Linked DNA regions of Mus musculus: region 1 is linked to region 2. A link is a contact called in public promoter capture Hi-C data. All regions are on one chromosome and are shown on one strand. Each heading gives the region's core, a stretch centred on a gene start, on an enhancer-like site or on the middle of the called end of the contact. The rest is flanking DNA. Distances are from core to core; before and after follow the strand shown.

The links. Capture Hi-C pulls out chosen DNA fragments and counts their contacts.
Region 1: a promoter capture Hi-C map of liver shows a contact between it and region 2. The contact joins two enhancer-like sites. A contact is called at or near these places in 2 of 484 Hi-C or Micro-C datasets (both in liver), 1 of 115 datasets of contacts at active chromatin or transcription factors (astrocytes) and 2 of 9 other capture datasets (embryonic stem cells and liver).

The regions. Positions count from the first base shown.
Region 1 is chr13:56,622,942-56,628,074 of GRCm38.p6, forward strand. It overlaps Tgfbi (transforming growth factor, beta induced), which reads left to right. Exons shown (of 17, transcript NM_009369.5): 3 at 619-683; 4 at 2,259-2,419; 5 at 2,709-2,873; 6 at 3,093-3,239; 7 at 4,973-5,114. Among named protein-coding and RNA genes, the nearest start is that of Tgfbi, 16 kb to the left of the region's middle. Within about 2 kb of position 3,715, at least 30 of the 459 cell types and tissues checked have an H3K27ac peak or open chromatin away from gene starts, as enhancers often do. A contact at or near this core is called in liver, where this site is marked.
Region 2 is chr13:56,448,876-56,453,681 of GRCm38.p6, forward strand. Slc25a48 (solute carrier family 25, member 48) reads left to right here. Exons shown (of 8, transcript NM_177809.4): 3 at 123-194; 4 at 2,146-2,404. Among named protein-coding and RNA genes, the nearest start is that of Slc25a48, 13 kb to the left of the region's middle. Within about 2 kb of position 1,361, at least 38 of the 459 cell types and tissues checked have an H3K27ac peak or open chromatin away from gene starts, as enhancers often do. A contact at or near this core is called in liver, where this site is marked.

The sequences.
Region 1 (5,133 bases), core at 2,465-4,964, 180 kb after region 2:
ATAAACGTGTTTTAAGTAAGCTTTTAATGTGAATAAATAGTGAAACAGGTGTCTCCGTTAAGAGGTACTCGGTTTTCATTTGAAATCTGATTTGTAAAAATCGAGAGAACACAACGACCGCCCATACTCTGACTTCCAGGTTATTAAATCAAATACTGAACTAGCATGAGAGAAACAGAGAGAGCCTCCACCCTGCGCACATGCATTTTACACAGGGAGTAGCAGAGACCCAGTGAAGGGGTGGAACCCCAGGGGTGAGGTAAGCCCAGAGCTAGAAGCAGCCAACGTAGGACTCTCTAGTTTTCCTCCTTCCTTTCCCACAACATCATCCACAGGGTTTCCTGCGCAAGGTTGTTGGAAATGGGTACTGGGGAGTTAGTTTCTGATTGTGCTATTGAGTGTGCTGCCTCTGTCTGGTTTCCCAGTTGGTTGGCTGGCGGTGTTGGCAACCATCAAGAAACCTTTTATAAGGCTGGGGAGTGAGACGCTCCTGACCCCTGCTCAGTACAGAGATGGAGCACATGCTTCCCGGGGAAGGATGCCATGCCTGTTGCCTGCCTTCTGAGAGCATCAGAAAGAATGGAAGGCTGCCTGACATCCTTGTGTCTCTCTTTACAGAGTCATCAGTTATGAGTGCTGTCCTGGATATGAAAAGGTCCCAGGAGAGAAAGGTTGCCCAGCAGGTGAGTGAGCCTGGTGCTGCCTGTGGGGGAGGGGGTGGGATAGAAGAGCAAGAGAAGAGGAGGAGAAGGAGGAGGAAGATGAGGCAGAGGAGGGGGGGAAGGAGGAGAGGGAGGAGGGAGGGGAAAGAAAAGGGAAGGGAGAGGGAAAAGAAGAAGAAAGATGAAGAGGAGAAGGAGGAGAAGGGGGAAAGGAGGAGGGAGGGGAAAGAAGAGGGAGAGGTAGAAGAAGAAGGAGAAGAAGAAGAAGAAAAAGAAGAAGAAGAAGAAGAAGAAGAAGAAGAAGAAGAAGAAGAAGAAGAAGAAGAAGAAGAAGAAGAAGAAGAGGGGGAGGAAGAGGGGGAGGAAGAGGAAGAGGAAGAAGTGTCATGCAAAAGGGAATAGGGTCACAGCCTGGTGGGGAGCATGAGGTGGAGTTGTCCTTCCCATGTGTTCACTGGAGCCATGAGTTGGCAGAGGATGGAAGATGAAAAAGTCTTTCTCCCATGTTACTCATGACCCTCATTCAACAGGTAGAGAAAAACCCTTGCTAGTCTGCCAGGCCTCTTCCCAGTGGCTGCAGGCTCTGGCCTTGTCATCAGTTCTGGTGGTGATTCTCAGAGCACCCAACAAGGCCAGCCTGTTAGCCAGTCAAGTTGCCATTAGCCCTGCTGGGGCTCAGACAGGACAACATGGTCTCTGGCCTCTGGAGTACAGCCCAGGGAATAGGCAGCAGGCTAGATGGACTTACCCATAGGCAACAAAGGGCCCACCAATGGCCACACTGGGCCAAAGATGGCGTGATGCCTGTGAATTTCACCAGCATCTTCAGTGGCACACACAGTCAAGCAGGCTTTGTGCTTTATCTTTGACATTCAAGGTAGTCTTAGGATTCAGATACGAGCAGAAATTTAAATGGCAACGCAATTTGATTTAGTGTCGAGATTATGAAGACATGTTATTGTTGCCAGGGTCGTGGCATTGTCAACCCAAGCAGAAGGGCAGTTGAAGACATAAGATTGGAGACTTAACTCTGAGGTGACAGTTTCAGGTTATTTAAATAGAAACGTTAGTCTGTGTGTGGTGGCACACATCCGTTATCCCAGCTCTCAGGGAGCTGAGTCAGGAGGATCACCAGGAGTTGGAGGCCAGCCTGGGGCTACAGAGTGAGTTCATCTTAGAAAGCCCTTCTGGTTGCCATCTAAGAGGCCAGACCTTGAAAAGTACACAAAGACTTGGAAGACTTACAGCTCTTTCTTTCTAGCAGAGCTGTTAGGGAAATCTTTACAAGGGTTAGTAATCTCCCACCTGTTTCCACCCACTTTAAATGCACAGGAGCAAAAAGCTCTCCTCTGCCGTGTTTAAGGCAATTAGACATTTAGAGATCCCCCATCAGGCTGTTCAGCACGGGCATCTGACTCCTGCGGTTCCAAGAAGCTTGTGAGTTGTAAGCACATCCATCAACAGATGTCTGGGTTTCCACCCCTCCCACGCCCCTTCCTCTGCACTTGTGCCCACTGTCATCCCTGACAAAGGATGGAGGGCAGGCATGTATCTGGAATGGATTCACTCCTGTCCCTCTGGCCTCTGCCTCCGCAGCTCTTCCGCTCTCAAATCTGTATGAGACCATGGGAGTTGTGGGATCGACCACCACACAGCTGTATACAGACCGCACAGAAAAGCTGAGGCCTGAGATGGAGGGACCCGGAAGCTTCACCATCTTTGCTCCTAGCAATGAGGCCTGGTCTTCCTTGCCTGCGGTGAGAGGAGCCTTCTGCCCAGGGGAGTGCTGGGAACTGCCCTTCCCCAGAGGTCTGGGCACACAGTGGGATTCTGTAGTGACATTCTTTCCTTTAATATGCTCCCAGCCCCAAGGAAAGTGAAAGCAGTCCTCCCCAGTGCACTGGAAGCAGTGTCCCCCAACCTCCCACAGATGCCCACTAAAGGAGGACTCCCTCTTAGAAGAGGCATCTAGGTCCACTTGGGGCAGGTGCCCCTCCCTTGAACACAGGGCTGCTGCCTCTTAACTGTCATGTCCTTTCTTTCTAGGAAGTGCTGGACTCCCTGGTGAGCAACGTCAACATCGAACTGCTCAATGCTCTCCGCTACCACATGGTGGACAGGCGGGTCCTGACCGATGAGCTCAAGCACGGCATGACCCTCACCTCCATGTACCAGAATTCCAACATCCAGATCCATCACTATCCCAATGGGGTAAGGGCATCCCCAGTTACCCAGTACTGTCCTCTGTCCACAGTGAGATCATTGGGGCTGTTGCTTTCTAGAATTCTGTCCTGTGATTTGATAAACCTTAGGCTGGCCCTTGCCTCCTGGGTGTTCACCACAGACATCCTGCCCTTAGCTGTGTACCCGCTGTTCCCTCTCCTGGAAACCCCTTGTCTTACTCACCCAACCTTGCTTCTCCTCTGGCAGATTGTAACTGTTAACTGTGCCCGGCTGCTGAAGGCTGACCACCATGCGACCAACGGCGTGGTGCATCTCATTGACAAGGTCATTTCCACCATCACCAACAACATCCAGCAGATCATTGAAATCGAGGACACCTTTGAGACACTTCGGGTAAGGGACTGTTTGGAATAGAAGCCCAGGCTGGGGACACATGGCCTCTTGGAAGGCACCTGCCAGGGTGTCTTCTGCAGGGGACATGAGGATGTCCCCAGTGTGGTTATGTGGAGAAGACTCTAAAGAGCACCAGGCTGGACAGAGCGTGAGAAATGCCCGATATAAAGTTTTCCTTTGCTTGGCTCTTCTGCACAGTGCCACCATGTCACAGTAGAGACAGAGTCCTCTGAGCCTTGGGGCTGAACTGTGAGGTCCAACAGTGTGACAGTGTTCTTCCCAGGAACACAGAACACTATAACAATGGCTTGTCAGCCAGTACGGTGCTTCTAAGACCACAGGTCCCAGCCTGGGGCCTCACACCCATCTTTCTTTGGAACATAGACATAGCAGGGAAGCTCTCTGTGTAGACTCAGGAGTGTAGACTCTGACTCTGGAGCTGGATGCCAACTGTCCTCAGACCAAAGGCGTATGTCCAGCAACTGGAAAGGCAAGTGGTTCCTGTTGGCACCGGCCACGCAGGAGGAAGCAGGCATAGGCTGCCGTGTCAGGGTTTTGTCTGATTCAAGGAGGATTTCCTAACCACAAAGCACACAAGTGGCAGTGAGCAACCCCGCCCTGGAGATCGCCAACACAGAGACAAACACTCTGGCATGAGCACAGAGGGGCTGTGGTGTTTGGGGAGCTCTCTTAGCTGGCTCAGAGACCCCCAGGGAGACTGGCTTTTGAGGTGCTTTTCCCTGCCTTTCTCTGGGTCTGCAAGGGAATGTTACCCCAAAGCTGACAGCACAGACTTTCCTATTTTCAGCACAGAGTCCTTCCTATTGAGGGGCTTGCCCTTACAGTTGGAAATGATAGGAAGAAAATGTCCTCTTTTTGATTCTGCTTTGACCCTCCCTGATACCCATTTTTCCCCCCTTTGAACACATGCTTCTTAAACCGCATCACTCTCCAAGTCTAGGTGCCAGGGGTCAGAGTGAACAAAGTGGCTACCATTCTTTCTGGGAAGACGGATGAGACTTGTGCAAGGAAGGACAGCGAGATGAGCTTGGGGGAGGGGGAGTGAGCAGAAGAATGATTGACAGTGTAGCCCAGGAGCGATGGCCAGGGAAAAATGAAGGAAGAGAACAGCTTATGTTGCTCCACCCCACTGCAGATGCTTTGCTCCTCTAAGGGAGCATGGAGGAAGCCTGTGGACTGAGTATCCTGCAGGCCCTATTAACCAGGAGGAGCCTCTCTATTGGGGAGCGTTGAGAAGCACCTTGGCCTGTTAGGATATTGTTCTAGATGCCATGTAGCCCTGAGGCATGTAATATATCCACACTGTATAATCGTTCATAAGGACTCTGCTAACCGTGGGATTACAGCTGGGAGACATGACAGTCAGGGTGACTTTCATCTGGGGATCTGTGCCAAGAGGAGTGGCATTTTGGTCAAGGTTTGAAGGAACAGGAGTCTAAGAAGAAAAGAAAGAGGAAGAGAGGCAGGGGGAGCTACAGGGAGAGAGGCCCAGAGTCAGGGAGGAGTGAAGTTATCCACACTTGAAAGATGGTCAGCTCAGCTGGAACACAGGTCAGGGCCCATGGAGGCCGTGGTAAGATAGACCTTCAGCCAGGCTTCTCTCTCACTTGGGATTCCTCTAAGTGTCTCGTGTCCCCTGGGGAGGCATAGCCAGGGTGTGTGCGTCTTGCCAGGTGAGCCTAGGAAGGTTTTATTCTCCCTTCCCTACACAGGCCGCCGTGGCTGCATCAGGACTCAATACCGTGCTGGAGGGCGACGGCCAGTTCACACTCTTGGCCCCAACCAACGAGGCCTTTGAGAAGATCCCTGCCGAGACCTTGAACCGCATCCTGGGTGACCCAGAGGCACTGAGAGGTGAGGACCCTCAGCTCCT
Region 2 (4,806 bases), core at 111-2,610:
CACCCGGCTGACCAGGACTGAGTCTGGTCCTCTTCCTTGGGTGGGTCTCTTGGGGTAGGATGTCTTTGGGGGCTTGTGACCTATCTCTGAGTGGCTCCCTGCCCTTGCCTCTCTCTCTGCAGACTCGCCTGCAAGCTGGTGTCGGCTATGCGAACACATTCAACTGCATCCGCATGGTGTACAAGAGGGAGCGTGTAAGTGCCTGGGGTGGGCGGAGGGTGCTACTGGTCAGAGCCTTCCTTGGACCACATGGACCAGGCCACACTCCTACATCACGGCAACAGATGGGAGGCAGCTTGTTCTTGCTGCGGCTCACCTATTTCTTCTCATCTTGTACCACACGGGCAAATGCAACCTTACCTCAGCTAACCTCTGGTCACTTAGTACATTGCTGAGAAGAAACTTCCCAAAGAGTTTTGTATGAGCTCTCTGGAGAAGCTCTGAGGAATTTGGAACCACAGAATGGAAAGTTCCTGCACAAATAAAGTATACACAATGATTGCAGGGAAGCTGAGCCTTAGTAGCATCTCTCTATCTGGATGCAGCGGGAATCCCCACCCCCACGTCCACCCCCAACACGTGACTGAGGTGCTGATTTTCAAATAGGAAATGGAATAATATTTTTAACACCCACTTCCTTCTTAAGGCTTAGCAGGTTGCTTTCTGAGACTACCCTTTGAGGGAATCTAGGATTTTTAAAAGTTACATTTAGGATAAAAATGGCCCCATTTAAAGAAACAGTCAAATGTATGTTCATGGCAGCTCTGAGCTTCCCGGGTTCCTGGCAATGTGCCCAGTGAGACTGTTGCTGTCACAGGCCACATTGTAACAAATGCCCGAGGCTAGGTACCAAGCTTGCCAACAGACAAATTCATGGTGAATGCCAGTGTGGCGTTAACTCTTGATTAACCACTCTGAAAATTAGGGTGAGTAGTGCCAACCTTGTACTTGGTGTTCTAAGCTAAATGGGCGTGACTCCCCAGCCCACTGAAAGATGGTCATTGATTCTTTTGCTTGGCTCACATTCCCGGCAGTACTTGCCAGCCAGTGTCCCAGTGCCCAGCCTCTGGTGGGGACCTCAGGTGTTATTTCTGAGACAATGTAGCTCAGTGTCTCAAGTTATGGAGGAAGAGCCTGAAATGAGGCGAGGCGGATGCCTATGTGCATATGTGTACACACGTCTGTGAGGTGTCCTCTCCAGTCACGATAACCTGTTTGTGGCATAGCTTTCTACATTTTCGTGTTGTGACGTGGCTTTTTAGAACTTCCTCATCGTTGGCGTTGGCACATGTGTACCGTTTCAGCTGTCCTGATGGCTGTGGAATTTTCCAGTTTCCCTTAGAGCACCTGTGTGTGGGCTCATTGAGAACACAGTTATAGAGGAGACTCTGACCCCTGCTGGAAGCATTGCTTCTTGCTTTGTCCATCCCTCGCTCTCCCCCTTTTCTTGTGTGTGGTGTGTGTGTGGTGTGTGTGTGGTGTGGTGTGTATGTTGTATGTCTGGTGTGTGTGTGTGCATGCATCTGTGTGTGGAAAGGGTCTCATTCTGAGATGCTGTCCCCGGTACTCTTGGTAAGTCCCTTTGTCAGCCTGTCACCACAGACTTAGTGAGTTGCACAGTGTTGCCTGTCAGTTTGTCTAAACCCTCCATCCTGTCCTCATCTGCCTTACCCCCAAGACCATGAACTCAGTGAAGGTGAACACTGTTTTGTTATTGATTTGACTCATAGAAAGTAATGAGAGAGACAGACAGACAGACAGACAGACAGACAGACAGTGCTAGCTTTGCGTGAGCAGCTAGTGAGGAGATGTGTTGGGACTTAACATCCCCATGACTCTTGAGGGCTCCTCAGACATTCTGCAGCCACAGTTCTGACACTGCCATTTGGGACATGCATATATCTGAGGCCAAGACTCCATTGTGCAGGAGGCTCATCTTTGGGGCTAGAATGACTGCCTGAGTTGCATGTGGCCTTCTCCTATCATGCCATGTCATCTAGACCCTTGCTGGGGGCTCTTCTGTGGCATGGTGGATTATTAACTCTGAGCCTGGGGAGCAGGGAGGTCCCATACTTGGTATGCAGAGAGAGACCCTGAAGAGCCGTTTGGCCTCACACTTCCTCCCATTGGGTCTCCTTGCCACAGGTGTTTGGCTTCTTCAAGGGCATGTCCTTCCCCCTGGCCAGCATCGCCATCTATAACTCGGTGGTGTTCGGGGTCTTCAGCAACACCCAACGGTTCCTCAGCAAGTACCGCTGTGGGGAACTCGAGGCTGGCCCTGGCCGAAGTCTGTCTGATCTGCTCCTGGCTAGCATGCTGACTGGTGTGGTCTCTGTTGGGCTGGGCGGGCCCGTGGAACTCATCAAGATCCGACTGCAGATGCAAACACAGCCATTTCGGGAAGGTAAGAGGCCGATGGAGAGAAATCTGGTGTCTGAGGACCCGTGACCCTTTCCCATTTGTCTGGATCTGTGGTCCCATTGTTCATAACCTTCTCTGTGAGCAAGACCACCCTCTTCCCTGCTCACCACAGGGAGCATCTCATTTTCTCCTCTTGGGAGTTTCCCATGCTGCTTTTGAAGGTGGCTTTGACAGAGGAGGAAAGAGAGGAGAGGGGAACCCGCTGTGTGTCACCTTTGGCTGACTTGAGTGCTGGAGGAGACATATTTCGATTCTGTGGGTTTTGTTCTTGGTTCAGTCTCAAGTCTCCATGTCTATAGAATGGAGGGGCTGGATCTCTGGTCTTTCCTGTCATAGTGTATGTATTATGTATGATGAGTCCCCCCAACCACCCCGCCCTTGCTGGCAGCCTTCAGAATGGTCACTGTGTGAACCCTCTGCACTCTAAGGCTGGGGTTCAGCTGTGGAACATGACAGGAGGCCCACAAGCTCACTCAGGAGCATCCTGGCCCAGGTCCATAAGCCCCCTGTCCTGGCAGTGTCTGGTGCAGACCCTAAGCCTTCTGAGCATGAGACTGATGCTCCCCACCGTACACAGGGCGGGCCTGAGGCCCGGCTGCTCTGAGGATGTGTGTCTGTCTCCAATAGATGGGGTCAGCATCAGGGTGGAAGGGATATAGAATGACAACAGAGTCACCAGGGAGCTATGAGGCAGGCCCAACTGGTCCTATCCCAGGGGTGAAAGCAAGGATGCAGGGAGAGATTTCAGACAATTGCATTGGAGGCAGTAACTACAGGAAACAGAGGGTCGAAGGAAGCATGCCCCCTCCCATATTGATGAGACAATCTTTCTTCCCGGTCTCAGTTTCCCTCTTTTGACTGAGACATGAACCCAGGGCATACTTCATTGTATGCCTCCCTCTGCGGGTAGAAAAAAAAAGGCAGCCCAGGCAAAAGGTGGGTGGCAGCTATATCTGAAAGCTGCCGAGGGTGGGGTGGGGAGGTTGAGGGGGTAGTGGGGTTGTGGTGACCTTGGCAGTGTCCTTCAACAGGACAACTAAGGGCATTGTTTCCCCATGGCTGCTATCTTGTGGTCTGATGTGTTTGGATCCTCTGGTTTTTTAAGACCAGACAGAAAAATGGACCTTCCTGTAAGACATCACAGTTAAAAATTGTCAGGTACTTCAGTTACATAAGCTCAAAGAGACAATTGTGTGGCCTGACGTGTGGACTGAACGGAGCAGGGCCGGGGCTGACTGAAACGTGCAGTCTCGGCTTTTGGCCATGCCCTCCTGAAGGATGGCTTTGCCAACAGCAGCATTTCCAGGCAGTGTGGGCGCCACTTGGGATCCCCTTGCTTTGTGGCTGTACACATGTGTGGCCAACAAGCATGCCACATACACACATGCATACCACATACATATATATGCACACCACACAAGCACACACACAAGCACACACACATGGATACCACACATGCACACACATACATGCATAATATATGTACACCACACAAGCACATCACACATGCACACATGCCAACACACATGTACACATATACACCACATGTACACACAGGTGCACACACATGCACACAACACAAGTTCAACATACAAACATGCATGCACACATTGCACACACACACACACCTGCACACATGCAAGAACACCGCACATGTATATACATGCACACCATATATATATGTATATGTATATATATATGTGTGTGTGTGTATATATACATATATATACACACACACACACACACACCACACAAGCACAGAACATGTGCACACCCACATGCCAACACACATGTATACACATAGGCACACCACATGTGCACACACATGCTAACACACACATGCACACACATACACATAACACATGTACACCACACATGTACACACATGCACACACACACACGCATACCATATATACTCTACTCTTCTCCAGTTGGGAAGTACAGCAGATTTTCTAAGCTCCCCTAAGTGATAAAATCATTAATGATAGCTCTGTTCACTTTCTAAATAAGAGAACTATGTGGAAAGTCAGGAACTCTGGGGACACAGGTGAGACCCAAAAAACCCAGACACATTCCAGCCCTTGATAGTCTGGCTGTGCTTCTCCAGGAGGCTCTGAGATGCCAAAAGGAAGTGAGGGCTGGGGCCCTGGCAGCCTAGAAGTGGAGGAAGGAGGCCTAGAGTGGCTGTGCATAAAGCCGTGCACTCAGCATGCTATATCATAGTTAACGTTGCATGCATTGGAGGTACATTGTGGTGTTAGCTATTGTTTTGCTTTGGTTTTGTTTTAAAATCAATGGGCAAGACTAAGGGTTGTCCTGATGTCTTGACGCCAGCCTTGAATGTTCTTGTTCCCAGATAGTTATCAGTGGCCTTGATTTAGGTGG